Regions from separate parts of the Sus scrofa genome. Here regions 1, 2 and 3 are each linked to region 4. The links are chromatin contacts, called in public Hi-C and promoter capture Hi-C maps. All regions are on one chromosome and are shown on one strand. The core of a region is the stretch at or near the end of the contact, and the rest is flanking DNA. Distances in the headings are between cores, read along the strand shown. Region 1 overlaps LIAS (lipoic acid synthetase). Region 2 holds the start of RFC1 (replication factor C subunit 1). Region 3 holds the start of PDS5A (a long non-coding RNA gene). Region 4 holds the start of UBE2K (ubiquitin conjugating enzyme E2 K).

Region 1 (6,745 bases), core at 2,078-4,577, 170 kb after region 4:
TATCAGTCTAGGTGAAGTTAGTAAAAAACAAACATCATGTGATATCACTTATATGTAGAATCTTAAAAAAGGATACAAATAAAATTATTGCAGAACAGAAACAGACTCATAGACTGATGGCAAACTTACAGTTACCAAAGGGGACAGGTTGGGGAGGGGGAGAGATGGACTGGGGGTTTGGGACTGGTATATGCATACTGTGGTATATGGAAAGACTGACCAACAGGAACCTGCTGTATAGCACAGTGAACTCTATCCAATGGTCTGTTATAATCTATATAGGAAAAGAATCTGAAAAAGAATGGACATGTGAAATACGTATAACTGAATTGCTTTGTTGTACAGCAAAAATGATCACAACATTGTAAGTCAACCATACTTCAAAAAAAATTTTGGGAGTTCCCATTGTGGTTCAGTGGGTTAAGAACCCAACTAATATCCATAAGGATATGGGTTCGATCTCTGGCCTCGCTCAGGGGGTTAAGGATCTGGTGTTGCTGCAAGCTGTGGCATAGGTTGCAGATGTGGCTTGGATCCTGCACTGCAGTGGCTGTGGCTTAGGCCAGCAGCTGTAGCTCCCATCGAACCCCTAACCCAGGAACTTCCATATGCCACAGGTGTGGCCCTCGAAAGAAGAATAAGAAAAAAAAAAGATATTAATCATGTTACTTTAGTGACTCATCCCACCTTTCCAGAGCTTGTGTCCCAAACTAGATGTCACCGTCTAGTTTACTGATATGCTGACACTGTATCCAAGTTTTAGATCATAACCCGGCAGAAATATATATTTAGTGCCAGCTTTGCAAAATAATACTTACAAAGCTCCCTTCCTTTTTCCTGAATACTAAGAGATTGTTCATTGTATTTATTTATTTATTTATTTTGGTCTTTTTGCATTTTCTAGGGCCGCTCCCATGGCATATGGATGTTCCCAGGCTGGGGTCTAACTGGAGCTGTAGCTGCTGGCCTACGCCAGAGCCACAGCAACTCGGGATCCAAGCCATGTCTGCGCGACCTACACCACAGCTCACGGCAATGCCGGATCCTTAACCCACCGAGCAAGGCCACGGATCGAACCCACAACCTCATGGTTCCTAGTTGGATTCGTTAACCACTGAGCCACAATGGGAACTCCGAGATTGTTCATTGTAGATCTGTATTTACAATACACCACCAGCAACATGGGAGATTATTTTAGGTGAATATATGGTCTTCTAAATTTTTATTTATTTATTTTTGCCCCACCACCCACTTCTTAATTCTTAATTTTAATAGTTAGACATTTATTTTAAAGGCATTGGAGTTCCCTTGTGGCACAGTGGATTAAGGATCTGGCACTGTCACTGCAGCAGCTCAGCTCACTGCTGTGGCATGGTTCCATCCCTGGCCTAGAAATTTCCACATGCCCCAGATGTGACAAAAAAAAAAGCGTTAAACATCACTTATAAAATATATTAGTGTATAAACTTGTTAGAGCAAGTTAGAGCAGAGACTCAAAATTAGTAGTGTCTTAAAGACAACAGAATGTATTTCTTACACAGAAGTCCAGGTCGGTGGTCCAGGGCTGGCAGAGAACTTGCACAGTCATCAGGTTCAGGCTTCTTTACCTAGGGTCTGCCACCCATGACACAAGTCTCCTATCTCAAGGTTTAAGACGGCTGCTCCAGCTTCAGCATCAGGTTCTTATTCTAGGCAGCAGGGAAGGGGGAAGAGAGGGGCAAGGTGGGACCCACCCTTTAACAGCACATTCAGAAGTAGCAGCAATCATTTCTACTTACATATTGGTGGTCCAAACTTATCCATAACCAGCTGCAGAGTAGTCTGAGAGATATAATTTTTAGCAGGATATTGTAGGAGGGTTATTGGAATTGGGAACAACTAGAAGACTCTGCCTCATACATAAAATCCACATTTTCATTACTATTTTTGCTAATTTTCCATTATGGTGGAGATACAAAAGTTCATTTTAGGGAGCTCCATGGTGGCCTAGCGGTTAAGGATTCAGTGCTATCAATGCCGTGGCATGGGTTCAATCCTGGGCCTGGAAACTTCTGCATGCCATAGCTATGGCAAATAAATTAATTAAAAAATTAATTAATTAAATGTGCTGAACAAAATCCAGCACCATTCAAAATCCATTTTAACAATTTAATTTTAAAGAGATTTAACTTTCAGAGATTCAATTGTTAAAAAAAATTAGTATATAATAAAGTAGTTCCCATCCAGATAGAGCAAAAAAAATGATGTTTTTTTTTTTTTTTAATGAATGACTAGAGTTTAGGAAACAGTAGTAGGTGACGTATTTTAATTAATAATATTACACTTAGGAAAACTACCAGGGATATTAGTTTCCGCAACACTAAAGACCAAGCCTACATAATGACAAACATAGAATTGTAAAGTGAAAAATGTTATTTGTTTGTACAAGTGATTTTCAAACTATGGTCCCAGACATCTCTATAGAAGTGCTTCAGAGATTCAGCAAATAATTGATTTAAATATAAACATGAGTACATATACACACAGATGATTACAGTAAATATGCAAAACTCTCTACAAAGTTACTATTAAAAAGACAGCAAAGAAGTTCCCATTGTGGCACAGTGGAGCAGAAACGAATCTGACTAGGAGGAATCATGAGGTTGCCAATTCAATTCTATCCCTGGCATCGCTCAGTGGGTTAAGGATCCGGCATTGCCATGAGCTGTGATGTAGGTCCCAGACACAGCTCAGATCCTGCTTTGCTGTGGCTTGTGGTGTAGGCTGGCAGCTGTAGCTCCGATTGGACCTCTGGCCTGGGAACCTCCATATGCTGTGGGTGTGGCCCTAAAAAGAAAAAAAAAAAAAAAAGACAACAAAGAGTAATTGGTCAACATAGCAGATTGAGGACATGTTTATATCCTCACTCTTCTGAGAACCTCACTAAAATTACAGTAACAGGAGAAAACGCATAATCCAATAAAACAAAGCTAATGGAAGGGACGCATTGGTGGGCAAGAAATTCAAAGAAATTTCTGGAAAGCACTGAATGGATAGATATATACTGCCTCAAGAGCAGTTTCCTGGAATACTGGTGTGAGAGCCAGAGGAGGAGGCACTGCACAGCAGAACAGCAGAGGCTCCCAAAGGAGAAGGGAGAGAAAGGGGCACATGCCAGGGCCTTAACTGTAGGTCTTTAACTTGAACAGTCAACCTTCTCATCTCATCCATCTCTTGAATCACAATGCCAGGCAGCCAGCCTGGCATTTATACCCAGGATGGGGGTGAGGGGAAGGCAGTTGAGGGCAGAGGGAGGAGGGTTCCGCTCTAAAGAAATTGATTCCACTGTTTGGGAAGAATGACAGCAATGACTACTATTCTGCACCAGAACAAAGCCTTCTGCATTCTTAAGTCCAACACCAGCTGTCTGCAAGTTTGTCCTAAAGCATAGCCAGCAAATCAAAAGACTGTCTGGAGTTTTGGTTATAAGTGAATTAAACACATGCACATTTTTCATTCTTTCCTGAAACTTTACTAAAACGGCAGTAAAGGAACAAGAAAGCTATACACAGACAAGGACAAGGAATGGGAAAGGAGGAATGAGTAGACAGAAGGTGGAAAGCAATAGGAAGCTAAACAACTGAAAGGTGAGCAAGCAGAAACGACAGTCTACATAAGGGACTGGCTTCTAAGTGTAGGTAACTGGCCCCTTAGATCTCAAGAATTAAAGGCACCACATACCACAAAAAGTGGAGCTAAGGTGTGGGGCTGAAAAAACGGGACCTCAACAGAAGCCTGTACAAGGAAGAGGTGAATGCATCCGAGTCTCTCTTTTCTATCAAACAGCAAGAAACCTCCTTTCCCACCCCTTTCTCTCATCGGATGTTTTCAGGAGGAACAGAATCAGAAAGTTTCAGCCTGGGAGAGGGTGTTAGTGAGACGCCAGCTGGAAACAAGGTAGCAGTGTGCATATTTGAACAGGGAGACCCACACTCACTTATTCTACTTACTTTTACTCATCTGGCTCAAGTAAACCAGCAGCCAAAGTTATAATCCTCAAAGCCGGAGACCTGGGGATTGTAATTATTACTTTGAAACTCTGAACGGCTTTATTTTTTATTTTTTGCTTGTTAGGGCTACACCCGCAGCATATGGAGGTTCCCAGGCTAGGGGTCGAATCGGAGCTGTAGCTGCTGGCCTACACCACAGCCACAGCAACTTAGAATCCAAGCTGCGCTGCAACCTACACCACAGCTCATGGCAACGCCAGATCCTTAACACACAAGCAAGGCCAGGGATGGAACCCACATCCTCATGGATACTAGTTGGATTCTTTTCCGCTGAGCCACAACAGGAACTCCCAAACCCTAAATGATTACAGAGAGATAATCCTGGTCTTTGGGAATCACTAGGTGAGAAATCTAGCTCAACTTCCAAACATGTTACAGTGAAGCTCTATCAATTACAGAGCTTGCCCAACCCCAGCTTCCAAACAGCTCTATGGTGGCTCATGACTTAGCAGGTCTGTGGTACAGCCAAGGAGGTGAAGAGGAGCCTTTAACACAAGATAGAGACCAAAACAAAGAAGAAAACAGGGACAATCCTCAATGCAGAGAACAACTTCACAACACTAATCATCTTCACAGAGAAAAACAGAAAAACCAGCTAAGAAACAAGAACAGGATGCTAATGAAAAAAGAATAATCAGAGAAGAACTTTAGAAAATTAAAATGTGATAGTCAGGAGTTCCCGTTGTGGTGCAGCGGTTAATGAATCCGACTAGGAACCATGAGGTTGCGGGTTCGATCCCTGCCCTTGCTCAGTGGGTTAAGGATCTGGCGTTGCCGTGAGCTGTGGTGTAAGTCACAGACATGGCTCGGATCCTGCGTTGCTGTGGCTCTGGTGTAGGCCGGCAGCTACGGCTCCAATTAGACCCCTAGCCTGGAAACCTCCATGTGCCGAAGGAGCGGCCCAAGAAATGGCAAAAAGACAAAAAAAAAAAGAAAAAAAAAAGGTGGTAGCCAAGAAAAATTTTTTTGAGCTGTGCCTGTAGCATGTGGAAGTTCCTAGGCCAGGGACTGAACTCATGCCAGAGCAGCAACCAGAGCCACAGCACTGACAATGCTAGATCCTTAACCTGCAGCACTACGTCCATCACAGTTACGCATTTTATAAAAAATTATTAGTTCATATATTGAAAACTTCAAAACAGACTGGCTATACACATTACATATTTTATAACATTGCCCCCTAACTACTTCCTCTGAAAATAGGATTCAGAGCCAAAGAAGAATCTGAGTTCTGGTACTTAGGATAAAAATTCCTCCTTCAGGTCATTTTTATCATAGAACACAACTACCTCATCAGAATGGTGTGAGGAATAAAATGAATAATGGGCAATGCATATGATGTAGCAAACTACTTAAAATGAAAGCTAATTCCTTTGCTGGTCTAAAGTAGTCGTATCAACGTGAAGAGTCAACAATGAAACTCTTATGCCTTTCTAAATTATTCCAATGATGCTATACTATTATGCAAGGGACATATGCTTCTTTTAAGTGAACAGATTATAATCTCAACCTACCCTGCTTCATCACAATACGTTCCTTTTCAGAAATGAAACATGATGTACAGTAACAGAGACTTAAAAGATTTTCTAGAAGTTTTTAATGTGTTTTTAAAATTATACTGTTAACAGTAAACTCCTACAAAGAAGTTTTATGAATATATCATACATAACAAGCAATTATTTATTGGGACAAAGACGATATGCTAAAAGACAAATTACTACAATTAAATATGCACAGCTTATTGACCTTTTTCTTAAAACAAAAAGACTGGGATATGCCCACTGAAGTCTAGGCATTCTGCCATCACTTCTGTTACCAACTGCAGTCAAATGTTTAAAATTCCTGTGATCTTGAATGTCTTGTTGAATATTAGAGGGCTTTTGTTTTTCTTTTAGCCACTAGATTTTTCAGGAAAAATTCACCTATTTAGGAAAAATAAAAATATATTAATAACAATTTAAAGGAAGTTTCAGAATAATTATACCTCAGGGTTTCCCTTTAAAGAAGACTTTTGTATTTACTGCTGTTTCTCTCTTTTCAAATCTCAGTGGCAATAATTTTCTAACCTCACATATCCCCCATATCTTTGTCTTTTCCTCAAACATAATGATGAATTATTATTAAGTAATTTAATAAAATTGTTTTTAAATCACTGCAACTTCCACTACTATTCATTCTAGTCACTCAGTATTACAAAGGGTGACCCCACTGTACTGTGGGCTGTTTCTGTGCATTTACTCCACTTTATGTGCACTATTCCCCACCACTGACAAAATATTGCTGTTGGCACGACTCATTTCAGAGAGCAATTCTGCTACATTATTAGCCTGGATTTAATGTTTATAAAACAGACCTCGTTGCAGTTGAATAGATTCATTTGATGGAATCTCTTTAGCTTATTCCCCTCAAGGGAAGCAAGAGCTCTTCATTTATAATGGGCCTGCTTTCTCCACCCCCTAAGATGTGCCTATGCACTAAGTTAGCTGCTTAGAGGAGGCCCTTTCATTTTCAGGTCGTTAGGGTTCCATTTAGTTTATCACTGTTACAGCACAGCTCAAAGCTTATTGGCAGAGCTCAGTACTGCAGGCCGGGCTTATGAGGAGTCTGAAGAACTTCTCTGTCATCTTATATTAAGATGAGTAGAATTACAATGATTATATCTGTACACAATCACCAAGAATCCAAAAGCTCATATA
Region 2 (6,562 bases), core at 268-2,767, 250 kb after region 4:
ACAAATGCAAAAGTTTAAAGTAGTATAATGTAAAAGATACGCAAACCTTTTAATATACATCTTATTCGCTTACTGACAACACAATGAACATTGTAAATTGGTTTAGGTTCTTAAGGTTCTTTATATGATGTGTCTGCTGTGTACATTTTTCTGGGAGATAGGTTCATAGTTTTTATTGATTTCTCAAAGATCTAATGACTAATGACTCCCTCCTTCCCAATCAAGTATTTCCCTAAGCAAAATTATGGAGTAGATAAATTCATTTTTGGAATTATCTGCCTTGATAATACTTAGCCTCATATAAAAATAATAGTGATAACAGCTGACTTAAATAAAAAAGATTACTATCAGCTGTGTGCCAGGAACAGTTTCATAATAACCCAATGAAGAACATAGTACTATTATCTTATTTTACAGTTGAGGAAACTGAGGCATATTAACTTGCTTACCGTCTAGCATATTGGCTTCAGAGGGTCCCATGCAATGCGGCCCTGTTCCCCAGTATCCCTTTACTCCTTTGTAAATAGCGGATAACAACAGCAGCCAGTATTATTGTGGGTATTAGATGAGTAAGACTGGGACAGTCCATAGCCACATTCTTAGCACATATTATGGTGTTTGTTTAATACATATGAGTGCTCCATGCTTAGCTTCTGTATTTCAGAAGGCTCTGGTATCTTTCATAGTAGAAATATGGGTGTGATAAAATGCAGGAGAGAACAAGAGGTGGGCGGGTGGGTGGATAAGGATTTGAAAGTCCAGGGCCAAAACTGGAGATATTGCTCTGCCCATTGCACTCCTAAGGTTTCACATATTCACTTAAAATTGAATGCAAATGCAACATTCTGTTCCACAATTCAATTGCTTATCTATTAATATAAAACTTGTTTACTCCAAAGTTTTCAGCATCATTGTTCTATGGAGATGTACCTTGTTGATGCCTTAGCTTCACACATACACCCCTTTGAGGGACTCAGCAGCGCAGGTTTGGGAATCTGAACGCCTAGAAGCCCAGCTAGGCCCCACAGCTTGTTTGAGCCTTACATTTTTCATATAAAGTGGAGTGGGTGGTAATACCTACTTTACTAGTCTCTTTCGCTTTGGAATTACACACATAAAACTGTCCTAAAGGTAGTTTTCAAAACTTATAAGTAGGCGAAAAACCAAATTTAGTTGCTCAAACACTAAAAAAAAAAAAAAAAAAAAAAGGTAAATACTGTTTGGTGGAATTCTTATTCCAGAATAGATATTAAAATTAATATGTGAACGTACATCTAAAATCAGCATCTTACTGCGGCTGGTAATAGAAACATTTTAAAGCTACTAAGGAGGGCATGCATCCTTCCAGATGGGTAACCCGGAGGATCTGCCCGCCTTCCGAGGTAATCAATCTCGTAACTTCGCGATCTGACCGCCGCGGCCAAAAGCCGAAGGCGCAAATCTGAGAGTGGATCTGGGTTCCGGAGCGCGCTGGCCCAGCCGGCCTCAGGGGCGGCACCTGGGCCCACGTAGCTACGCCTGCCTCCCGCCCCCGGCCTGGCCCGAGAGGACGCTGCGCGCCTCCTGACGTCATCACCGGGCGCCGCTGCCTCGACCTCCTTCCACTTCGCGGGAGAAGTTGTTGGCGCCAATGGATCCCGAGCTCCGGTAACGGATTCCCCAGCCGGCCAGCCTGCACGCCAGCGCCTTCGTCCGTGGGCTGTGATGGTGAGCCCCCGTGGGAGGCTGTACGGCTCGGGGGTTGGGGAGAGTTTGCAGGTTGGGTGTGGACCGGGCACTAGTGGCATGGAGGATTGGGGAGGATCGTGATGCGAGGCTCCGGAGGAGTGCGAAGGCAGGGAAGGGGCCACAAACTTGGCACGGGTCTCACGCCTTTCCTTGGACCGCGGCTTCAGCTCCCGGCCGCAGCCGGCGCGCAGGGCTCGTGGTGCTGCGCGTCAGTTTAACTTTTTTCCATTCTTGGGGGAAGGGAGGAAGGGAGTAATAAAGGTGATTTTGAGGGCTCAGCGGTTAAGTTGCTTTTCCTGTTTAGCGTTGCCTCGGACCTTGGTTTGAGTCCTGCCTAAAGCGTTAATTCCAAGTTTTGGGTTACGAAGGAGAAGAATGTTACAAACTTTCCTTTCTAATGAATAAGTTGTCTCGGGCCTTCGACTTTCGTCATTAACAGCTCGGTGAAACGCTCATCACAGAGCTCTTTTGAGATCAAGGGCATCAGGAGGATGTTTTATTTTGTTTGGAGGAGTTCGCAGAAATCAAAGGGATAACACGGTTTCCCCGGAGAAAAGAAAACAGCTAGTAGAAACAGCTGTACTGCATTTGACGGCTGTCATCACTTAGCATCTGATGTTAACAATACTCTTAAAAAAAACCCTCACTAACACACCATTTTAAACCAACTATTCTTTAATAAAAAATTAAAAACCCCCAAAACACCCCTCGGTGTTTAAATAGTGAAATAATTATGCAGCCTTCCAAACATGTTCATACTGGAATGGCAATAGATACAGGTGTGTGTTTGAAGTATTTTATTTTAAAGGTCAATTTATGATGGTCCATTAAGTCAGAATCTACCTAATAATCAGATATAATTTTTTCAGTAGTTTTTCAGCTTATTTCTTATAATGTCATTGTTATGGGCTGTATGTGTGTGTGTGTAATTTTATGCCAAATTGGGAAACCTTACAGCCCTTTTTTATTTCTTCTCAAAGAAGGATAAGATAATAATAGCTACTTTGTAACAGGTGTCTTCTTCAGGTCAATATGTGAGCCCTTTACTTTACATACCTTTTCTCATTTAAACCTCACAGCAATCCAGTGTTACAGATGGTAAAGGAAGCGTTTAGAGTTCAATTTGTGATAGAAGTAATAAATGATTGAACTAGGATTACAACCTTGGTTTTTCTGTTAGATTATACTACCTCCCTAAAATGATCATAATTACATTTTGGACTTCAGGCACTATGGTGTTGTGGAAAGTTTATGAGTTTTGGAGTCTTGAAGGTGAGAGTGAGGTGATGTTTTAGTCTTGCTCTACCATTTAATGCTTAAGTGGTTTTGAACAAGTGAATACCTTAACTTTTTAACCTTTTAAATCCTGTTGTTTCCTTACCTGTAAAAGGGAGGAAAATATAGCTGCCTTAAATGACTGTTTTGAGGATTAAACAAGATAATTAATGTAAAGCTTCTGTTCTTGTGCCTGGCATGAGGTAGGCAATATACAGCTCTGTGGCCAATGATGTAATTTTCTCAGGAAGGACTCTATGGAACATTACAGAGAGTTTAAGGGGCAGCAGAGATACCTCTGGAAAAAACAAGATGCCTCTGAGAACAACAGTTTAGAGTCAACTTTTGGTTATTTGAGTATATATATATAAATATATATATATATTTTTTTAGGGCCGCAGGTGTGGCATTTAGAAGTTCCTAGACTGGGGGTCAAATCAGAGCTACAGCTGCAGGCCTACGCCACCACGACAGCAACACTGGATGGGAGCTGTGTCTGTGACCTACACCGCAGCTTGGGGGCATGCCGGATCCCTAACCTACTGAGTGGGGCCGGGGATCGAACCCACATCCTCATGGATATTGGGTTCGTTTCTGCTGAGCCACAACAGGAACTCCCATTTGGGTATTTTCAATTGATTCTTTCCCTTCTTAGTACTCCTGTTCATGGTGCAGATGAAAAATAAAGCCCTTCTCGGAAAAGAAGTGGGAGTCAAATGGGTCTGCTTTACTGTTTCTAAAGGGAAAAGTTTCTGTAAGGTACTTAAGAGTTTTGGATTATATTGGTATTTAATTTAGTTCTTCTGTCTCTAGTACACAAATTAGCAGAAACCTAGACCCAAATTCTGTTTAGCATATGTTTATTGAACACCTTTATACAAGTTATCTTGTACAGTAGTTCTTAACTTTTGTTTGAGTCATAGCTCCGTTTGATAATCTGGTGAATAGTGTGCAAGTTTTCTGCCCACAGAGTACATGTGGACTCATACACACTGTTTAGGGGATTCACATATCTTCTGAAGCCCTTCCATAGATCAAAGTTAGCAACTCTTGCCCTGGGAGCTACATCTTTTTCTCACATCTTTTCCAATTAAAGTTATTGATAAAGGAATAAAATACTATATCCACAAAATGGAATGCTATGCAGCCATTAAAAAGAAAACTTTGGAGTTCCCATCGTGGCGTAGCGGAAATGATTCTGACCAGGAACCATGAGGTTGTGGGTTCGATCCCTGGCCTCACTCAGTGGGTTAAGGATCCGATGTTGCCGTGAGCTGTGGTATAGGTCGCAAATGCAGCTCGGATCTGGTGACAGCTCCGATTAGATCCCTAGCCTGGGAACCTCCATGTGCCTCAGATGCAGCCCTAAGAAGACAAAAGAGAAACCCCCCACCAAAAAAGAGAAAACTTTATGCCATGATATGAAACAATTGCCAAGATAAGTAAGTGAAAAAAGAAGATGCACAACAATATGTAGAAAAGATTCTCTGCATATTTGGGAGTTTCCTTGTGGCTTAGCAGGTTAAGGATCTGGCATTGTCACTGCTGTGTCTTGGGTTGCTGCTGTGGTACAGGTTTGATCCCTGGCTTCAGAAGTTTCACATGGTGCAGGTGCAGCCAAAAAAAAAAAAAAAAAAAAAAAAGAATATGCATATTTGTTTGAAGATACGAAAGATCCATAAAGAACTAACTGCTAACATTTGTTGCTTCCTAAGATGGGAAATGTGAATCTGAGCGGCAGGATAGGAGGGAGACATTTTACCTTTTTGAATTTTTGGGTCATGTGAATATATTGGCTATTAAAGTAATTGGAATGAACTTAGAATAAAAAAATGGCCATGTAAATGATTTGCATTGCTATGAAGATTTAATTATTTGCTCAAAATGTGAATAAAATTTGAGAAATGCCATTTTAAAGAAGCCAGCACATATAATTTATTGGCTAGCATGTTTATTTATTGAAAATATGCATAAGATTGAATTAAACACACACGAGACTTAAGGGATAGGTTTTTTTTGAAGAGCTGTTGAGAGTCTGAATACATCTAAATTGACTCATTGCCCCCTTCACATTGTCATTTACTGCGTGAATGCTCCCCTGAAGCAGTGTGGTCACCCTTTTATTTATTTATTTTTTTACTTTTTATTATTATTTTTTTGTCTTTTAGGGCCACACCAGTGGCACATGGAGGTTCCCAGGCGAGGGGTCCAATTGGAGCTGCAGCCGCCAGCCTATGCCACAGCCAGAGCAAGGTGGGATCTGAGCTGCGTCCGTGACCTACACCACAGCTCATAGCAATGCCAGATCCTTAACCCACTGCGTGAGGCCAGGGATTGAACTCGAGTCCTCATGGATGCTGGTTGGGTTTGACAACCACTGAGCCACGATGGGAACTCCGGTCACCTGTTTGTAATGTGGCTTTTGCCATAAGGCTTCTCCTACCTTTCTGATCTCATCTGTCTGTCTTTTGAGTGTGTTAAGCTGGTTCTCTCTTGGCTTTTATTTTTGCTATTTCCTTTCCTTGGAATAACCTGTCTTATTCAAATGTCAGTCATCGCTTCCTCAGAGCTTTTGGTGTCATATCCAAGAAACTCTTACCTAATCCAGAGACAAGAAGATTTGTGCTTCTTTTATAGATTTAGCTCTTCCATTTAGGACTTTGATCTATTTTGAGTTAATTTTGGTGTATGGTGTGAAGTTGGAGTTAAAAGTTTATTCTTTTCTATGTACCTCTCCAGTTTTTTGCAGACTATTTTCCCATTGAATTATCTTGGCTCTCTTGTCAAAAATCAGTTGACTTTAAGTGTGAGGGTTTTTTTTTCCTGGATATTGAATTCTGTTCCATTAATCTATGTGTCTATTGTAGTGCCAGTAACCGTTTTTAATTACAGTTGCTTTGTGGTGAGTTTTGAAGTTGGGAAGTATGAGTCTTCCAACTTTACTCTTTTTCAAAGTATTTTGCCTGTCCTGGGGCCCTTGAATTTCCATATGAAGTTTAGAATCAGCAAAGAAGCTGGCAGGATTTTGATAGGGATTGTGTTGAATCTTTAGATCAGTTTGAGGAATATTGCCATCCTAACAACATAAGGTCTTCTGATCGATGAACATGGGCTATCTTGCCATTTGTTTAGGTCTTTAATTTCTTTCCTTTTTTTTTTTTTTTTTTTTTTTTTGTCTTTTTGCCATTTCTTGGGCCGCTCCCGCGGCATATGGAGGTTCCCAGGCTAGGGGTCCAATTGGAGCTGTAGCTGCCGGCCTACACCAGAGCCACAGCAACGCAGGATCCGAGCCGCATCTGCAACCTACACCACAGCTCACGGCAACGCTGGATCCTTAACCCACTGAGTAAGGCCAGGGATCGAACCCACAACCTCATGGTTCCTAGTCGGATTCGTTAACCACTGCGCCACAATGGGAATTCTGGTCTTTAATTTCTTTAAACAATGTTTTGTAGTTTTCAGAGATTGGTTTTACACTTCTGTTAAGTTTACTCCTAAGTATTTTGTTCTTTTTGACGAAACTTTAGGTGGAAATTTATGTTATGCTAATTTCTGCTAT
Region 3 (6,578 bases), core at 2,202-4,701, 250 kb before region 4:
TTCCCGACGATATCATTTAAATCTCTATTACAGGAGTTCCCATCATGGCGCAGTGGTTAATGAATCTGACTAGAAACCATGAGGTCGCGGGTTCAGTCCCTGCCCTGGCCAGTGGATTAATGATCCTGTGTTGCTGTGGCTCTGGTGTAGGCTGGTGGCTACAGCTCCAATTCGACCCCTAGCCTGGGAATCTCCACATGCCACGGGAGCGGCCCAAAGAAATAGCAAATAAATAAATAAATAAATAAATCTCTATTACAAAACATATCACTGCCTTACCTTGAATCATGATTCATTGCATGTCTCTGTTTGCTCCATCGGACTCTGATCCTATCTTTTTGTTTTCTAAATATTTCCCCGGTGCCTAGTACACTGCCTTGTCCATTGCAGGAGCTCCATAACTGTCAAATTAACTTTTAAATAGCTTAGATTCTAAAAGACAACCTGACTCTAAATCTGTTTCAAGCATAGTCCTCCCTATCCCAGTTAGTAGTAACTTCATCCCTCTGGTTAAAACCACGGTCTAAAATTTTGCTTTCTTGACTCTTCTTTTAATACAGTTTTTCATCATTTTCACTGTTATTACCCAATCCCTATTATCATCTTTTCTTGGGATTTTTTTTTTTTTTTTTTTGCCACACCCATGGCACATGGATGTTTCTGGGTCAGGGATTGAACCTGAGCCACTGCAGTGACAACACTGGATCCTTAACCCACTGTGCCACAACAGAATTCCTTCCTTGGGATTTTTGCCATCATCTTATACTTGGTAACCCTACTACTCTATTTGTATCTCTACATTATTTTCAACCCAGCAGCTAGAGTGATTCCTTCATTTTACATATATTTTAGAAATCATGTAGAGCTTAGTATGTACCAGTTAAAATTCTAGGCACTTTACAAAATCAACTAATTTATGCCTCATAAAGGCTCTCTGATATAGAAACTATTATCCTTGATTTACAGATAAGGAAAATGAGGCACAGAAAGATTAAGTAATTTGTCCATGGTTGCCTAGCTCATAGAACATAAATCATATAATGTCACTTCTTTTTTTAAAATACTCCCAAAATCTCTGAGTACATGCCAACGTCTTTCCAAAGGCCAAAGACCTAAAAGCTTATCTGTGATCTGCATCCCTTCTCTCCTCTACTTTATTATTATCATTATTATTTTTTGCCTATCTCCCCCCAAACAAATTAAACTCTACCACAACAGGTAGGATTTTTGTGCCCCCAGAACTCTGTTTTTTTTTTTTTTTTTTTTTTTTGGCCTGGCCCATGCTGCATGTGGAAGTTCCAGGGCCAAGGCCTGGGCCAGGGATGGCATCTAGGTAACAGCAACCTGGGTGAGCCACTGCAGCGACAATGCTGGATCTTTAGCCTGTTGTGCCACAAGAGGATTCCCCTACCATTGATTTTTTTTTTTTCTCAGTATCCTAAACAGTGACTTGTACAGTGGGCCATCTTTCTTTTCTTCTTTGCTTTTTAGGGCCACACTTGTGGCATATGGAGTTTCCCAGGCTAGGGGTCAAATTGGAGCTACAGATGCCAGCCTACGCCACAGCCACAGTAAAGCAGGATCCAAATAGAGTCTTCAACCTACACCACAGCTCATGGCAACACCGGATCCTTAACCCACTGAGAGAGGCCAGTGATTGAACCTGAAACCTCATGGTTCCTAGTTAGATTTGTTTCTGCTGTGCCACAGAGGGAACTCTAACAGTAGGCCGTCTTTAAATAACTGTTGCACAAAAGAATGTTCTCTTCTCATTTACTAAGTGGAAACAAATATTTACGTAAAAACAGGAATTTTAGAATTAAGAATGGAATTAATCTAGAATGAATTTAGAATTATATAAATTCAATGTATTTATGTGTTATAATCTTTAGGGCTTTTGAGGCTTTTGAGTGTTTATAAAATCAAACAGTATTAACAAAGTAATTAATAGGTTGTATAAAATTAAAATCTATGAGTATATACAAAACCAGTTTAATAATGGGTAAATTATTTAGAGCAAGAATAAAAAAAGCATCATAGTTATTTAAATGTGATGGATTTTTAAAAAATCACAAGTTGAGAGAAAGAGACTACAAAGAGTGTAGGGTTTTTTAAATGATTTTTGTTTTTTTTCCCATTATAATTGGTTTACAGTGTTCTGTCAATTTTCTACTGTAAAGAGTGTAGGTTTTGGTCAGTTTAATAGTTGGGATGAAGATGATCTTAAATAGCTTTTGCCTGCTACTCTAAATGCCCAGGAATAAAGCACTGACTTTTGTGGGGTTTGGGGGAGCTTTTTTTTGGCTGTCCCTGTGGCATGTGAAAATTCCCAGGCTAGGGATTAAACCTGTGCTGCAGGGTCACTGCAGCGACAATGCCAGATCCTTAATCCATGAGTAGTGACTTTAGGGCAGAGTTCTAGCAAATCAGCAACCGTGGTGTGTTAGATTCCAAGATGTTTGCTCCTTTGTGTAATACCTGAAAAATATTCAGTGATGGCTGTACCTACGATATTGTTAAGATCAAGCAAAGGATATAGAAAAGACCAATAGATATCCATCAAGAATAATTTAAATGAACAATTTAAATGCATTTCACTGTAAACTATGGTAGTGGTCAGGGAGCTGTATGCTATTTCGTATTATGTGTTCTTTTTACAACTTCATCTTTGGAAATTACCTACGTGCTCCTGAGGTTCATCTGCTTCAAATTTTACATTAAACTGCTCAAACACCACTGCATTGGGTTTTCCTTTGGCTGAAGGAAAAAGGTATTCTTTGAGTTCATATATTAACAAGAAATATCCATCTAATTTATAAACATTCTTATTTCTGGATTCCAGTCTCAGAGTTTGGAGTGGAGTCCAGAAACCTACCTTTCAGACCATTCTTTGAGGACTGCTCGACTCAGAGTTATTTGTATATTTTGCAGCTTTCAAAATACTAATTTTAGATATCTAAAGAGGGGAGGGCAAACTCTGGTGGCTGTCAGAAGGCACAAGAATGAGCAGCCCACTGGATCATGACCACGTCCCTCGTGCCATGTTGCAAAACTTTTCCTTAGTTTGCAGATCTTCCGTCCCTAGGGAGGAAATCAATTCATTTTCATTCAGTAGTTAACCGTTTTTCAACCATTTCCCTCCACGTCCCTCAGGATGACCCCTAAAAGTCGGAACCCATCTCCGAGGCATAATGCAAAGTTCTGTTCGTCCTGCGTGCCCTCTGAGGGCCGCTGGGGCCGCGTTCGCTTCCCGCCACCCGGGCTCCTCCCCTGCTCGCTTCTGGGCCGGGTGCTCCCCGAGGCGCTCGGCGCGGCAGGTCTTGGCGCCAACCGGATGGTGGCGCTGTCTGCCTCGCGCGCGGCCGCTTCGGGCCCGAGGGAGGCGGAGGCTCGGGCCGGCGGAGGAAGGGGAGGGAGCGAGGCGCGCGCCCTGCTCTCGCGTGCTCTCGCACAGCTCGCGTGACCGGCCACTGTGCGCGAGGCGCCGGCTGCCAGGAGCACCGACGGCCGGGCGCGCGCCGCTGCAAGGGGCGTCCGGGTCCGGGTCGGCGGACCCGGCCGGCGCGAGGGGCGCGCGGGTGGGCCGTGGGGGTCCGGGGCGGACACCCGCGCACACGCTCCCAGAAGAGCCTTCTCCGAGGCTGCTCTTCCTCGGCCAGACGGAGAGCGGCAGTGTCTCCCCGCCCAGCGCACACTCGCCCCGCGTCTCCCCCCGCGGCGACTGCTCCTCCTCGGCACCGCCAGCCCCAGCGCCGCTCCGGGGCGGGCGGCGGCGGCGGCGGCGGGACCCGCGGAGCCGCTTTGTGTGCAGCCCGAAGAGGGGCGGCGGCGCAACCACCTGACAGAGGCCCGGGCGCTCGATGCACCTTCCGCCCGCATGAGGAGGAGGTAAAGGCGGCGGCGGCTGGGCTCCCGCCCTCGGCTGGTGGAGGGAGGGGACGGAAGGGGAGACCGGAGCGGGGGGGTGGGGGGGAGCCGCGGGACCAAGGCCCGGCGGGGCTGCCCGGAGCTGCCGGTAAGGCCTTGGCGGCTTCGGACGGTGCCGAGTGGCCGGGGGCGAGAGAAGACGCCAGGGTCCCTCAGCCGAAGTTGAAGGAACAAAATGTGAAGTGCGGAGCCGCGTCAGCCGCTTCCTGCCTTGGGGTTCGGGGTGGAGGGCGGCTTGTTTTCCCCTCCGGCAGTGGGGGTGGGGGGAGCGGGACCCGGGAGGGGTGGGAGCGTGGCGGGGACGCCGGGGGTCCCGGAGCTCGGCCCGGCGAGGGCGTTCGTTCCCAGGAGCCGCCGTTGCGTGCGGGTCCGGTTGGGTCCCTAGTTTTGCGGCCTAAGCCGAGCCCTATAGGCCTCGCGTCTCCTTCCCCGGAGGGGACCGGCCGGGCGGGGACTCGAGGCTCGTCTCTGACCGAGCGGGGGCCTTGGAGGCCTCGGCACGCTCTCAAGGCCGCCAAACTTCGGACCTCGATGCACGGGGGTGGATTTCATTGTGAACGGCGGAATGGGAAACTCCTGGCGGTGCTCGGCGCTTCCCGCGGCCGCGGCCGCCGGTGCCAGGGATCCCCGGGAGCCCGGGGTTGGCGGGGCCCGGGTGGGTGGGGGCGGCGCGGCGGCCGCCAAGGTTCAGGCCCCGGGAAGGAGCGGGTGGCGGGGCCGCCGCCGAGTCCCCGGCCTCCCGGGAGAAAAGGCCCTTTGCAGATTAGAGATTTTTGAAATGAAAAAAGAGGTTACAAAGTCGCCCCTTTCCCGCTGAACTTTTGTTTTCTGACCGATAGAGGCCGGTAGAGGACTGTGAAAGAAAAGTTGTCCCCCAGGATGGACTTCACCGCGCAGCCCAAGCCTGCCACAGCCCTCTGTGGCGTCGTGAGTGCCGATGGGAAGATCGCTTACCCTCCGGGGGTAAAGGAGATCACCGACAAGATTACCACCGACGAAATGATCAAACGACTGAAGGTAAGCTTTGGGATGGAATGGTCACACTTGAGCCGCCTGTGGTGTTACTGCTCTGCAAGGCCTGGCCTTTCAGAGTTTCACCTACCATGCTTTTTACGTATTTTATGTCTTCTCTTTTACGCCCTGCGAAAAGTATTGTTCTATCTTGGCTGTATCTTTGAATAATTTCTGTTAGGGGCATAAGCATGATGGGAAATTAACGGGTGTGTGTGTGTGACCTTTTTTAATCTTACCGTTTTTCAAGTATAAGAGTTCTTACAGTTTTTAAAGTTTTTCCTGGAAATATTTATGACTACTATTCAAAGTAGCTTGCAACTTAAAAGTAGGCAGTGATTTACCTAGGAAGGTTTTCATTAACTTCTGAGGGTACCGATTTAAGCACAAAAGGCACTTTAAAATTTTTCTAATATCCAGAAGCTTAAATATGTATATAGTATGCTTAAACTTTGACAGAAGTACTGACTTTTCAAAATTCAGTCTGGAAGTAAGGTGATGATTAATGCCCACACATTCAAAGGGTTTTTAAGAGAAAGCGTTAGCATCTCTTTTTATAAGGAGTCAGTTTATTTAATTTAAGCAATGGTGGTCCTAAGGTCAACGTTGTAAGTTTTAGCCTTATGTAAGTTAATTTTTTTGCTTTCTGTTGCATGAGCATAGATTGTGGCCACAGCCTTACAAACTGTTATTCTTATTGAAGGATCAACCTGATGCAGGCATCTTTGACCCCCAGGGGACATTTGGAAATGCTGAAGACATTTTAGTTTTCACCATTGGAGCTAGATTGGAACAGGGCAAGGCTGGAGATAAGGAGTCTAGTTAAAGAACTCTTAACAGTAGTCTAGGTGAATAGATGTTGAAATCTTGAAGTTGGGCTATTCTTGAAGTGGGAATAGAGATAGTGGATGATCCAAGAGACATTTCAGAGTTAAAAATCAGTCAGACTTGGTGGGAGGTGAGGGAATAAACAATGTTGACAATGTTTCTACCTTGGGCAATTGGTGAAAGGTTTTTCAGGGAATAATCTTGCCACTTTGCTCTTAGAATTTAGTATAGTGCCTAGTAAATGTTTACAATGTTGTGAGTAATTAGAGTATTCCTACAGTTAACTTTTTAAAAACAAATTGGGATTCTGTAATTTGTTGCCCCTTTGGAAAGAATAGGGCACTAGGGCTTTCTATTAAATCTTGTACATAAAGTGAGGTACCTATTGATGGCTTCTTAAGGTTATATTGAGTGTTTTGAGATGTCGAAATATGAATTGTAAAATATAAAGCTAAGTAAAAAATTTATAGGTCTTTTCATTTTTATTGTTTTCATGTTAAGAATATTAAAATCTTGAATTCTAGTGATGGATAATCTGATTTTAAAAAGTTATAACTACGTGTACGTCTTCCATTTGAAAATAGATTAAATATCAGAAATATTGTTAACAATAAATGGACACACAAGTATAGAACGAGCATATGTTTAGAATATCCATTTGTTATGACTTTTTTTGGAAGTTGAATTTGGCATACGTATTAACTAATTTGAATGTTCTATTGCTAAAATTTTGCTTTTCTCAGGAACTCTTATTACTTTGTCTTCCTCCTGCCTTTTTAAATCGATTTTGACTTTGTACTTTTTAGGGATCC
Region 4 (6,814 bases), core at 1,488-3,987:
AGAAGCAATCAACACTACCAATTTCTCATTAATCCTTTCACCTATACAAACAAATACACGTATCTCCCCAGAAATGGTGGCCTCCTCCCACTATTCTGCACTGTGCTTTTCACACTGATCTGGGAGGCTATATTTTAACAACACACTCCAAGAATGGCCACTTACAACTTCTTAGAGCCAGAATTCAGCAAATGTCAGTTATCTTTTCACAAAGGCACTTAAAAAGGCGCGGGGTTGGAGAGGAGTCCTTAAACCATTCCTAGTAAGCACAACCATATGAAATAAACTTTAGTAAAATGAAGATTTACATAGGTGACATGAGGAAATACTTGACTATCTGACAAGCCATTCAAATATTGCCTTTACATACATTAAAAAAGAAATACATGGACTGTATTATAAGTTCTTCAATGAGTTGAAAATAATATAATCCAATTATAGAACTGGGCTTATTAAAATATCAATGAAATAAAATATTGGTGAAAATAAAACTATTTATTGGTTATATTCCAAAATTAAATTACCTGACCCTTTTCTAAATGTTCTTTGCAACTTACTTTCTGGAAGATGTTTCCTTTCAGATTTATAAAGGCACTCTTGTTAAAAAAATAAAATGTTTGTATTTTCTACTTTCTTCCTCTGAAACACTTACTTGACAGCAAGATTTCATCATCCCTTACATGTAATTTTAACAATATGCATTACTAAAGCAATACAAGATTTCTTTTAAGCTTCAATTTAAGTACTAAGAATATTGTGAAAAGTCACCTCACAATATGCAATCAGATCATATGAATTACGAGAACAGTACTTACCACTTTTAAGTAACAGAAAATAAAGCGTTAAAATCTTATATTTCAGGCTTGTACAACCATATTAGAGAAATGTTTTAGGCTACTAGCAATATTACCCGCAATCTTCTATTAGGAATATATATGTCAACTATCCTGGAATATATTTTCTTATTAAACAAGAATTTAGAATCATTGTTTCATTGTATTGTCAGTACAAGCATTTATGACTCTATTTCTACAATGTACCACAAAAATACAAAGTCATCCTTCCATTCAGAGTTTTGGCACCTGAACAAATACAGAGGTCAGAGTTCATACACATGCTCGGTAAAACCAATTATTACTCACATAACTATTACATTCAATAAATCTGCTGGTGTTTGGCATTTTTTAGTAATTTTAAAGAATTTTCTGCAAGTCTAATTGGAAAGACTCGGTGGCACAAATATAGTTCAAGTGCTATCAGACTTATATCCAGAATTCATCACATACTTAGAATGCTAAATTTCACAAATCACTGAGCTCGTCAAAGTATTGATATAAGAGAAAAACACATATAGTAATGATACTTTCAATAATGGTGTGTGATATTTTGAAAATAACCATTCAATATGCTCAATCTTTCTTTGTTGAATCCAACAAGGAAAAACAACCTAGCATTCTCGTTGATTTGGGTATGAAAAATTACACTGATTCATAATTGAGTCAAATTACTAAATTACTAAAACATTTAAAACATATTAATAAATGTGGCCAACACTAGAGTGTTCTACAGGACTCAAGAGGAGCTTGAGACAAAAAAACTTTTTAATCCTTTCAGATAGATGTTGGGATAAGGAGATATAACAATGTATTTATTAATCTGCTGAAATGTCATGTTTAATAAGGAGATATAACAATGTATTAATCTGCTGAAACCTCATGTTTTTTTTAATAGCACTGTTTTTCAATAGTAAGAATCAAGTTAACTATGAGGGACATCATAATGAAGTTTCATGGCACAACACAGCAGTGTCACAGAGGCAATGTCTTAAAACAGACTCTGATCTGTAACTTGTAAACATTTTAAAATAAGCTACTCATACACTCCATTATATGTCCTAATCCCAGCTATAAATATTTAAATGTCTTTAACACACCAAACAACCTGCCTTTACCTAGTCAAAAAGCTTTAGGTGCCTACAAAAAAGAGGCCTAGGATTTGGGGGTAAGTGGAAATGAGATAATTCTCTAACATGGAATTAATTTCCTATCTCAAGTGGCAATGCCCTTATCCCCCACTTAAACAATATAGACAGTACCCCATTATGTCTTGCTCTCTCTTCCAACACCCAACTAAAAGGGAGTAACTCTGAACGGCCTTCTTTCATCAATACCTAGGAACTCTCATCGCTCCTTCCCTAAGGAAAGGACAGCGGCGGCCAGATCGGCTACAACCCAGAATACCCTTAAAAGTGAGGGCCTTTGAGCAGCGCAGCTCTCGGGATCCAGTTACCACCTTTCCCCTTCCCCCAACCTACTTCCCGGGTTTTCTCAGGCTCGGCCTGCTCACTCCCCACCCTACAACCACACTTCCAGCTGTTGCCACTATCTAGGGGCTCTTTCAAGAGCTCACACCCCGCGTCTAAGCGCCCCCTTCTCCATCTGCCCCCCCCAATCTGATTCCTCTCCAGATCACCCGCCCGCGAGACCGTCCATCCCAGGGCCCTGGAAGGGGAGGGGAAGGCGGCGGAAGGAGGGGGAGACTGCTGCTTCCCCACAGGCAGAAGGGCGGCCGCAAAGAGGGCCACTCGGGCGTTACTAGGGATATTGGGGACGCCAGTGGAAGGACCCTCCCGCCATGGGCTGAGGTGGGGGACGTTCGGGAGTTCATTTCTGACCTCCTCGCTCTTCAGCACCTCCTTGAACTCCCGCTTGATTCGCTGCACCGCGATGTTGGCCATGTCTCCGCCCGCAGCTGATTCGTACCCGCCTCCTCCGCCACCGCTACGACCACCGCCACCGCCGCCACCTCTTCCTCCACCGCCTCCTCCCTCGGCGATTCACACCAGAGCACACGAACGCTGCCACTGCCACTCCGGCCGCCGCGCTCTCCTCAGTGTGGAATCACCTCCGCGCCCGGCCACCAAAATGGCGCCAGGTCCGCGCCTGCGCACGACGCTGACCTGACCGGGCGGCGCAGCCGCTCCCGTTGTAGCCCCATACGCCTCAGCTGCGAACCCGCGCCGCGCCGCCCCGCGCCGCGCGTCTCTGCCCGAGCTGCGGCCGCGTGGCTCCGCCCTGCCGGCGTCTGAGGCCTGGAGGGTGCGGCTTCCGCGCTGGTCAGCGCTGCCCCGGCCTCCTCGGTCCTCTCAGGCGTCTCTGCCCCTCTTCGAACCAGGTGTATGGTCCAGGCTTCCAGACCGTGGCCTGTAACCGAAGGTTCGAGTCCAGCCTGACGGGTTCACGCGGCTCCACTCGGTTTGGAGCGCCGCCCTGACTCAGCCAGACCCAGAACCCACAGGCTTAGTGTGCCTGCCTGTGTTTAGTGTCTGAAAACACTGTCCTGGAATTCAGTCTGGCCTATTTTTTCTTGGTGTAGGCCCGGCAAATGCACTGAGGTTCATTTTTGTTATGAAGCTCTTACGGTGCTGCTATTACTACGATCATTCCAGGATCTTAACAGGTACAACAAATTATAAAGTTAAGTATGGGTCTCATCAATTTTATTTGAGACCAGTACTCCATGGAATTTAGAAGCCAGGTGTTGATCTTTGACCTGCTTAGGTAATTAATACCAAGCCCTGGAACTAAAACCATAGTTTTGGAACTCGAATGTACATTAGGATCCCTGAATAACTTGTTAAAAAATAAAAAGAAAACGGATTGCTGGGCCCCATTCCTAGAGTATAGGGTGGGCCTAATAATTTGCATTTGTAACAAGTTCCCAGATGCAGCTGCTCCTGCCGCTGCTTCTGGAGCCACACAGTGGGAACCACTGAACATGTGAAAATAGTTTATATATTAAAGTGAAAAATGGAGTAGTAGATGTTTCTTGGGCGAGAAGGGCAGCTTTACTTACTTAAACCTAGGATCTACAACTGTGCCTGGTGCCTATTAAGGCCCTTAATAAATATTGAATGAATAAATGAGTAACGATAAGACTAAAATGTTTTAAATGGAAAGTAAATTTGAAAGCGGTTGCTAAAGTTTCCAATAAGTAATATGGTTGTGGATTTGGGGGGGTTTTGAGTGTTTTTTTCTTTTGGCCGAGCCTGCGGCATTTGTAAGTTCCTGGACCAGAGATCGAACCCTCGACATAACTGTGACCCAAGCCGCTGCAGTGACAAGGCCAGACCCTTAACCCACTGCAGCACAAAGGAACTCCTAGGTAATATGGTTTTGATGCTGAGAGGTGCTTTGAATAGAAAACATTTTGTAATAAGTAATTATGTTTATTTAGAAGTTATATTAAAGTCACTTCTTTCACTATGTTTCTAATAGGATACTTTAACCAATCAGTAAAGTATCCTATTAGAAGAATATCACGAAATCACCGTCTCAGCAAAAATTACTGAAATTGTGGCACTGAAAAAGAAAGTAAGCACTTGGAGTGAACCACTCACGGAGGCACTTGGCAAAAATGAACTTATTGAACTACTGCCACGGGAACCAAGAAGGGATTTTTAATTCCAGCTCTCCTCCATTTCAGCTCTCTTGGCCAACCTTGGTTTCCTATTTTGCAGAATAAGGAAGCTGGATAAGATGATCTCTCTCAAGTTTTAAGAGTTCATTATTCTAAAACATCTGGGAAAATTTCCCTGAAGGGACTAACATAAGCTGTAAAACCCTTCCAGCAGAGCCCCCTAGTGGTTCTAAGAGGAACCAACTATACATGTGGGTCGTGGCACAATGAATTACTGGTATAATGAATGCATAAATCGTGCAATGCTATGTGTATTTATGCCGGCACATTAAAAATAATTATTTTGAAGTGTGAAAAATTTTTGAATACCTTATGCTTATCACCTTCATTCAGTCCCCAATGTTAATCTTGGAACTTTAAAGAAATTTACAACACTCAAATCACAAGTGGACTGGTTAGATGGGTATGCTAACTTCTTTGGGGAAGAGATGTTTGATAATTTTTATTTATTTATTTATTTATTTTGGTCTTTTTTGCTATTTCTTTGAGCCACTCCGGGGCATATGGAGGTTCCCAGGCTAGGGGTTGAATCGGAGCTGTAGCCACCGGCCCACGCCAGAGCCACAGCAACACGGGATCCGAGCTGCGTCTGCGACCTACACCACAGCTCACGGCAACGCTGGCTTGTTAACCCACTGAGCAAGGGCAGGGACCGAACCCGCAACCTCATGGTTCCTAGTCGGATTCGTTAACCACTGCGCCACGACGGGAACTCCTGATGATTTTTAAATGCATGTAGTCACTGGCCCTGAAATTCCACTTTCAGTGCATTTTTACATTTTATGAGGCAACCTCATACTGACTGATAGGAGACAATCCTCAAAATACATTTTAAGGGAAAAAGAGCATTGTGCTAAAAGCAATGTGATATCCTGGATTGGACCCTAGAACCAAAAGGACATAACTATTAAAATCTGAATAAATTCTGTAATTTAGTTTATAGTATTGTAGCAATGTTAATTCCTTAGTTTTGACAGGGTACTGTTTAGGTAAGATGCTGACCTTAGAAATGAATAAAGAATATTCAAATTCTCTGAAACTTCTCTGTAAATCCAAAATTATTCCAAAGGAAAAACTTTACTTTAAAAAATCACTGTTCAGTCCATATTGTGTGTAGCGTACCAACATATTTGTGAAGGAAGAAAGGAATATGCTTGCGTATGTGCTTGTGAATCCTTAAAATATCATTGGAAAAATACATCAGAAACCGACAACAGTGATTATCTCTAAGAAGGCAACTTAAGTTCCTCGGGGAAGGCAAAGTGGGAGACTTTTCAACATGTATCCTATTGTATATTTTACCTATTCAAAATTAAATTTTTAAAAATGAGTTTCCAGTAATGCAGAATATAAGTTCTTCACTACTATGATCTAGTTCTGAGTGATTACTTTATGAAATAATTAAACAAATAATTATTGAGTGTCTACTATGTGCAAGACATGATCTAAGCCATGGAGGCCTATCAGTGAATGAGGAAAAAAATAGGGAGTTCCTGTTGTGGCGTAGCAGAAATGAATCCAACTAATATCTACGAGGATTCAGGTTTGATTCCTGGCATCGCTCAGTGGGTCAAGGATCTGGCGTTGCTGTGAGCTGTGGTGTGGGTCACTGACTTAGCTGGGATCCTGTGTTGCTGTGGCTGTAGTGTAGGCTGGCAGCTGCAGCTCCAATTTGACCCCTACCCTGTGAACTTCCATATGCCACAGGTGTGGCCCTAAAAAGCACAAAAAAAAAGACATTACTTGCCTTTCTATTCTGTTGACATATGCACTAATGATGTAAAAGCAATAGTGGACAAAACAAATTACTATACTAGTAATAATTTTATTAATGCCATACACTATTTTAAAATGCCAGCTTCACTTTAGAATGTCTTCAATGAAGCAGTAAAAATTATTTTATTATACCTCGACTTTCAAGTACATGTCTTAATAGTCTGTATAATACATGGAAAAGATACATAAAGCACTTCTGTATATGAAAGTACATGGTTAGTTGCAAGCTGAACTTCACCACTTTCTTCATAGAACACCATTTTTACTTGAAATAATGATTGAGACAAACTATGTTTATTAAGAATTGGATATTTGGCAGGCATTTCATCAAAAATGAACACGGTAAGCCTATCAGTTCAAGGAAAACCACTGGCAGAATTTGTTGAAAATGATAGAATTCAAGATTTCAACTGAACATTAGAGTTTTAGAAAACATAGCTTACACTGTGACTCGATAGCTTCCCAATATGCATAAAGGCCTTTGGTTTTTTTTGGGTTTTTTTTTTTTTTTGTCTTTTTGCTATTTCTTGGGCCGCTCCCGCGGCATATGGAGGTTCCC

Evidence for each region. Promoter capture Hi-C pulls out the DNA fragments that hold promoters and counts their contacts. A called contact is a pair of places that touch in the nucleus more often than the background predicts.
Region 1: a promoter capture Hi-C map of fetal skeletal muscle shows a contact between it and region 4, with 2.5 times the contacts expected there. The contact joins the enhancer-like site here to the promoter of UBE2K in region 4. A contact is called at or near these places in 3 of 5 promoter capture datasets (fetal liver, fetal skeletal muscle and liver), 5 of 47 Hi-C or Micro-C datasets (embryonic fibroblasts, mesenchymal stem cells, omental adipose tissue and 1 more) and 1 of 2 datasets of contacts at active chromatin or transcription factors (skeletal muscle).
Region 2: a contact with region 4 is called in a Hi-C map of skeletal muscle, with 5 times the contacts expected there. The contact joins the promoter of RFC1 here to the promoter of UBE2K in region 4. A contact is called at or near these places in 2 of 47 Hi-C or Micro-C datasets (heart right ventricle and skeletal muscle).
Region 3: a promoter capture Hi-C map of fetal liver shows a contact between it and region 4, with 5 times the contacts expected there. The contact joins the promoter of PDS5A here to the promoter of UBE2K in region 4. A contact is called at or near these places in 5 of 5 promoter capture datasets (fetal liver, fetal skeletal muscle, liver and 1 more), 27 of 47 Hi-C or Micro-C datasets (adipose tissue, alveolar macrophages, blood and 13 more) and 2 of 2 datasets of contacts at active chromatin or transcription factors (alveolar macrophages and skeletal muscle).

The regions. Positions count from the first base shown.
Region 1 is chr8:30,715,888-30,722,632 of Sscrofa11.1, reverse strand. LIAS (lipoic acid synthetase) reads right to left here. Exons shown (of 11, transcript NM_001243462.1): 11 at 5,630-5,971. The coding sequence ends at 5,919. Among named protein-coding and RNA genes, the nearest start is that of LIAS, 20 kb to the right of the region's middle. Within about 2 kb of position 3,327, at least 2 of the 83 cell types and tissues checked have an H3K27ac peak or open chromatin away from gene starts, as enhancers often do. A contact at or near this core is called in fetal skeletal muscle, where this site is marked.
Region 2 is chr8:30,630,887-30,637,448 of Sscrofa11.1, reverse strand. It overlaps RFC1 (replication factor C subunit 1), which reads left to right and starts at 1,517. Exons shown (of 25, transcript XM_005666588.3): 1 at 1,517-1,707. The coding sequence starts at 1,705.
Region 3 is chr8:31,131,204-31,137,781 of Sscrofa11.1, reverse strand. It overlaps PDS5A (a long non-coding RNA gene), which reads left to right and starts at 3,451. Exons shown (of 33, transcript XR_002346613.1): 1 at 3,451-3,888; 2 at 4,767-4,944.
Region 4 is chr8:30,883,917-30,890,730 of Sscrofa11.1, reverse strand. UBE2K (ubiquitin conjugating enzyme E2 K) reads right to left here and starts at 2,737. Exons shown (of 7, transcript NM_001078671.1): 1 at 2,675-2,737. The coding sequence starts at 2,737.